Regions from separate parts of the Sus scrofa genome. Here region 1 is linked to region 2. Evidence: chromatin contacts called from public targeted proximity ligation data. All regions are on one chromosome and are shown on one strand. The core of a region is the stretch at or near the end of the contact, and the rest is flanking DNA. Distances in the headings are between cores, read along the strand shown.

Region 1 (3,222 bases), core at 482-2,981, 290 kb before region 2:
CATATTCATCCAGCATTTCTCCAGCACATTCCCTTGTGTCTCACAGAGCTGTAAGGCTGTGTTCAGGAAGAGGTCGCAGTTCTGCCCATCTCCAATTAGTATACAGACATAGGCCATCAGGTGGTAGAGCCTTGGGTAGAAGACAGGCCCAGTGGTATTTTGAGCAATCAAACTCTCCAAGTTCTAAGAAAAGGAAATATATCAGAATCAGAAAGGGGTCCTTGACTGCCATGATTTTTCCTTCTCAGATAATTTGGTATCATTTCAAGGATAGAAGCAATCAAGTGAAAAAGCATATGTAAATTGGTACAACCACCATGGAAAACAGTATGGACATTCCTCAGAAAGCTAAATATAGAACTACCATATGATCCAGCAATCTCACTCCTGGGCATATATCTGAAGAAAGTTTTTGTTCAAAAACATACATAAAGGGAGTTCCTGTTTCGGCTCAGTGGTAACAACTAGTATCCATGAGGACACAGGTTCAATCTCTGGCCTTGCTCAGTGGGTTAAGGATCTGGTGTTGTGAGCTATTGTATAGATTGCAGATATGGCTCAGATCTCACATTGCTGTTGGCGGAGGCCGGCAGCTGCAGCTCTAACTCAACCTCTAGCCTGAGGACTTCCATATGCCATGGGTGTGGCCCTAAAAAGACAAAAAAAAAAAAAAAGAAAAGAAAAAAAGATACATGCACCCCCCTATGTTCACTGCAGCACTATTCACAAAAGCCAAGACATGGAAACAACTTAAATGTCCATCAACAGATGAATGGATTAAGAAAATGTGGTACATATACACAATGGAATATTAGCCATAAAAAAGAACAAAATAATGCCATTTGCAGCAACATAGATGCAACTAGAAATTCCCATACCAAGTGAAGTAGTCAGAAAGAGAAAGACAAAAACTAGAGTTCCCGTTGTGGCTGAGCAGTAACAAACCAAACTAGTATCAATGAGGAAAGTGGGTTTGATCCCTGGCCTTGCTAAGTGGGTTAAGGATCCATGTTGCTGTGAGCTGTGGTGTAGGTCATAGACATGGCTTGGATCCCACATTGCTGTAGCTGTGGTGTAGGCTAGCAGCTGCAGTTCTAATTCAACCCCTAGCCTAGGAACGTCCATATGCTGTGGGTAGGGCCCCTAAAAAGCCAAAAAAAAAAAAAAAAAAAAAAAGAAAGAAAGGAAAGACAGAAAAGAAAAACAAACACCATGTGCCATCACTTATATGTGGAATCTAAAATATGGCACAAATGAACCTCTCTGCAGAACTGAAACAGACCCACGGACATGGAGAGCAGACTTGTAGTTGCCAAGAGGGAAGTGGGTGGGAGTGGGATGGGCAGGAAGTTTGGGGTTAGTAGATGCAAACTATTATATTTAAAACGGATAAGCAATGGGGTCCTGCTGTATAGCTCAGGGAACTATATCCAATCATTAGTGATAGAACATAATAGAAGATAATATGAGAAAAAGAGTGGATACAGATATATGTATAACACTTTGCTGTATAGCAGAAATTGACAGAACATTGTAAATAACTATAATTTTAAATTTAAAAGAAGAAAAAGCATATTACAGAGACATGCTGGTAAGTAGTGGAGATTAGATGATAAATGTCAGATAGAGCAGCCCCAGTGGCCTACCCAGACCAAGAATGTGATATGGATGGGCTCACTAACCTTTCTTGGCAACCACTTTAAAAATGAAACCAAGTCCCTATGAAACTAAGTTCTCCTGCCACGTTTATGATTAACCTATTGAAAACTTCATTCTCTTGCTTGTCCTGCCCCCAGTTCCCCTCAGGACTGAAGAGTATCAAAGGGTGGGGGGGGGGAACTGAAACCAAGCAGGAATGTATAAAAGTCCTTCTGTATCCCCCATTTCTTTTTTTGTCTTTTTAGGGCCACATCTGTAGCATATGGAGGTTCCCAGGCTAGGGGTCGAATCAGAGATACAGCTGCCACCCTACAACACAGCCACAGCAATGCAGGATCCGAGCTGCGTCTGTGACCAACACCACAGCTCACGGCAATGCCTAACCCATCTCATGGTTCCTAGTCGGTTTCATTTCCACTGCGCCAGAACGGAAACTCCTCCCCCATTTCTTGTTTGCAGAAAAAGGCTTTGGTCTCCAAGGCCTTCCCTCAGTTCCAAAGAGCAGACTTTGTTACTAATTAGGGAAGTGAGAGAATGAAGAATAACAGTCAAGAAAAAATAGTTCAGCGATAAAACAGTCATACTTCCTCCTCAAGGGATATACATAATCTGACACATACTTTGAGTGGTTCTGCAGAAATTAAGACCCCACCCCCACCTAGATGGAGGATGGTGACTACATGCTGACCACAAGATGTAGACCCTAGAAGGTTGATGATTAGGATTTCTGAAACATCACCCTGTTACCTCACCACCAATCAATCAGAAGAAAGTCAAACTCCCTGCCACCCTCACCCCAAATGTTGCCTTAAAAAACCCTTCCCTGAAAGCCATGGGGGAGTTTGGATCTTTTGAACATAAGCTGCCTATTCTCCTTCCTGGGCCCTACAATAAATGCTGTACTTTCCTTCACCACTACCCAGTGTCAGTAAACTGGCTTTGCTGTGTAAGCTGACCCAAGTTCGGTTCAGAAACCAAAAAACCCAAACTTTTTTTAATTAGTATAGTTGATTTACAATGTTCTGCCAATTTCTGCTGTACAGTAAAGTGAACCAGTTATACATATATATATATATATATATATATATATATATATATATACATTCCTTTTCTCACATTATCCTCCATCCTAAACAATCACAAGTGATTGGATATAGTTCCCTGGTCTATACAGCAGGATCCCATTGCCCATCCACACCAAATGCAACAGTCTGCATCTACTAATCCCTGACTCACAATCCATCCCACTCCCTCCCCCTCCTTCCAGCACACACAAGTGTGTCCTCCATGTCTGTGATCTGTTTCTGTTTTGTAGATACATCGTTTGTGCCATATTTTAGATTCCATGTATAAGTGATATCATATGGTGTCTGTCTTTGTCTTTCTGACTTACTTCACTCATATGACAGTCTCTAGTTCCATCCATGTTGCTGAAAATGGCATTATTTTGTTCTTTTCTAAGGCTGAGTACTATTTCATTGTATATATGTACCACATATTCTTAATCCATTCATCTGTTGACAGGCATTTAGGTTCTTTCCATGTCTTGGCTATTGTGAATAG
Region 2 (3,200 bases), core at 75-2,574:
ATCTTTTGTGTTCATTTGTCTTACAAATATGTATTGAATACTTTTTATATAATAACAGTTAAAATTTGAAGTTACCTTGTGGCACATCAGGTTAAGGATCTGGCATTGTCACTGCAGCAGCTCAGGTCGCTGCTGTGGCACAGGTTCGGTTCCTGGCCTGGGAATTTCCACATGCTGCAGGTGAGACCCAAAATAATAACTACAATTTATGTAATTCAGGTTACAGGTCATACGCACATACATAGCTCATTAGTTTGACATCAAAATGGAATCAGCATAGCGAGGATTTATCTGTTAATTCACATGGATAATTAAACATCCAGTCCATTCTGTACAAAGGTGTCACTGACCTAGAATCAGTGCAAGTGTTTAAGCTTCTGTAGATAATAAATAAAATCTCAGGATTCAGTCTTCTCTTGGTATTGATAGTGGGATTGAACATCCCCTAGGTCTAATCTTTTTTCCCCCAGGTTACCTTGGAGGAATGTTTCTGTAGCAGAAAGGTTTCCATCTTAGTGGTGGTAGAGATTTGATACTGTTGCCTTTTTTACATAAGCTAATGTAATGTATATTTTCTTAGTAAAACTTATATTCATTTATCTGGTAACTGTTTGCTTATTTATTTTGCTTTTGAGTGTAGTACCCACGGCACACGGAAGTTCCCAGGGGAATCAAAGCTATAGCTGCTGGCCTATACCACAGCTTACAGCAACGCCAGATCCCCAACCCACTGAGTGAGATCAGGGATCTAACCTACATCTTCATGGGCACTAGTCAGATTTATTTCCGCTGAGCCGCAACAGCAACTCCCTATTGGTAAACTTTCACTGACCATCTTGTAATAGGTTCTGAGGCAATAAAGATAAAAAGAGATAACTCCTAGGCGTTCCCACTGTGGTGCAATGGGTCAAAAGATCTGGTGTTGCTGTAGCTGTGGTTGGGATTCAGTTCCTGGCCTGGGAATTTACATTGCTGTGGGTGCAACCATAAAAGAAGAAAAAAAAAACCCAAAAAAACTCCTCTCCCAAGAGCTCAGACTAGGCTGCAAGAAGATTTGCAGTCTAACCATTATAGCAATTAGAATCATCTTTGTACAGGTAAAATATTCTGGAATGTGAATGAAGGAGTTAGTTTATAATTCTGCCAGTTGGGTGCTGTAAAAATTCTAGGAAGAGTTTCACAGAGGGGGATAACGGTTGTATGGCGATGAGTAAGCAGAACCTTTATAGCCGAAGAACTGGGTGAAAGTGTCCCAAGCAGAGGAACAGCAAGTGTAAATCAGGAAACTCGAGAGGACATGCTGTGCCCGCCTGCCAGGTTGTAATTATACGCGCACTTGAGTGTTCAGTCTAGATAAGCTCCTTGAGGTCAGAGACTGTGACTATTTTGGTCACCATTGTCTCCTGGAACACAGCAGATGTTTAAGAAATATTTTTATAAACAGAAATACACAGACCCTCATGAATGGTCCCCAGGTTCTCTCACACAGCTTCCCTCAAACTCCCCTTGGTGACAACTGATACACCTCCTTGGGCTCCTAGGTGCCAAGGAACAGTGTGAAAACCACTGCTGTAGATCTTTAGGGTTTGGCTTTTTTTTTTAAATAATTTTCATATCTTTTAAGTTATGAATACTCAAAGTTAATAATGCTGTGTTTCCTTTAGTCTTTTGTCTCTAGAGGCCAAAAAAAAAAAAATAACTTACCTACACACAGCTGTGAATTGACTTTTACATGATGCTGTGTGGAATTACATAAATTCTAGTTAATTTTAAGTAAAAGGCACTGAAAATTATTTAATTGTAATATTAAAGGTGTTTCTTTCTGTCTCATATCTGTGTTTTCCAGACCGACTGGAGGGTGACAGATCGGAAGGCTCTGGTCAGGAGAATGAAAATGAGGATGAGGAATAATCAACTCTTATTGGCAAGCACTTAGATGTTCTGAAATTTGTATAAGACATTTATTATATTTTTTCCTTTACAGAGCTTTAGTGCAATTTTAAAGGTTATGGGTTTTTTTGGAGTTTTTCCCTTTTGGGGGGATAACCTAACATTGATTTGAAATGATTGTGTGCATGAATTTGGGAGCGTGTGTAATACAAAACTAGCAAAATGTTTTAAAAACTTTTTGCCGTGTATGAGGAGTGCTAGAAAATGCAAAGTGCAATATTTTCCCTAACCTTCAGATGTGGGAGCTTGGATCAATGTTGAAGAGTAATTTTCATTATAGTGAAAATGTTGGTTCAAATAAATTTCTACACTTGCCATTTGCATGTTTGTTGCTTTCTAATTAAAGAATTTGGTTGTTTTAAGATATCCTGAATTTGTCTTTTTGTTTAAATGCTTTGCTACCTTGAACCACATTTTCTAAATCTTTCCTTGTAAAAAGATTGTCTTTCTCTATTCTTTTCTAGATTTAATAACCTTTTCTGTTTTGACTTCTGTGTGACCGAATCACATAGAGGAGCTTTGTTTTCATTTCTCCTTCTAAAGCACTTTACCTCCACCTCTGGTCATCGTCTCTCATGATTAGTGGTCCCTCATTCCCCATGTATAGGAGTTAGACTTCGAGCAATCCCACAGCATCATGGACATTCACATACCACATTAGCACAAGCTAGTTCCGAGACCTCTGGCTTCTGGCCTTCCCAACTCCAATGTCTAGATTTCATCTAAAAGCTATTGACCGTTCAGTCTTCTAGTTCCTGGTCTTCCTCACCTCTGGTGTCCCTCTTCACTCGACTTAGGCCATCTACACCCAGGTCTGTATCTTATGGGTTATGACCTGACGCTGCCCCTGCAGACTTAACCCTTCAGTCATTCTCCCTCCTGTCTCCTAAACTGCCATGCTGCTCTCTCTGGCTGGGCCCCGAACAGACTCAGAGCTGTGGCCAGGCAAAGCATCTCCCCTATGGAGACCAGGGATGCTCCTCCCAAGAAGATGCAGCAAGCCCAGGATCACCTACTGCTGAGAGAAGACAGGCTGTTTTGGGATAGAGGGAAAATAACTCAAGTTGGCCTGGTAACTGCATTTGGACCTCAACATCTAGCTCTTACCCCAGGCAGGACACATATATATCCATATTAAGAAGATGCTAAATGGCTAAAGGGAAAGGAATGAGAGACTTACCCAAATAGGGCAACTACCTGATTTCCAAAAAGTGCCAGGGTCTTAGCTTCTGGTTCCCAAATGGTTATGT

The links.
Region 1: a targeted proximity ligation map of alveolar macrophages shows a contact between it and region 2. A contact is called at or near these places in 2 of 47 Hi-C or Micro-C datasets (embryonic fibroblasts and fetal heart ventricle) and 2 of 2 datasets of targeted methods (alveolar macrophages and skeletal muscle).

Annotation. Positions count from the first base shown.
Region 1 is chr4:83,200,255-83,203,476 of Sscrofa11.1, reverse strand. ADCY10 (adenylate cyclase 10, soluble) reads right to left here. Exons shown (of 32, transcript NM_001204392.1): 31 at 1-183. Among named protein-coding and RNA genes, the nearest start is that of ADCY10, 96 kb to the right of the region's middle.
Region 2 is chr4:82,910,690-82,913,889 of Sscrofa11.1, reverse strand. DCAF6 (DDB1- and CUL4-associated factor 6) reads left to right here. Exons shown (of 19, transcript XM_021089469.1): 19 at 1,847-2,314. The coding sequence ends at 1,911. Among named protein-coding and RNA genes, the nearest start is that of GPR161, 67 kb to the right of the region's middle.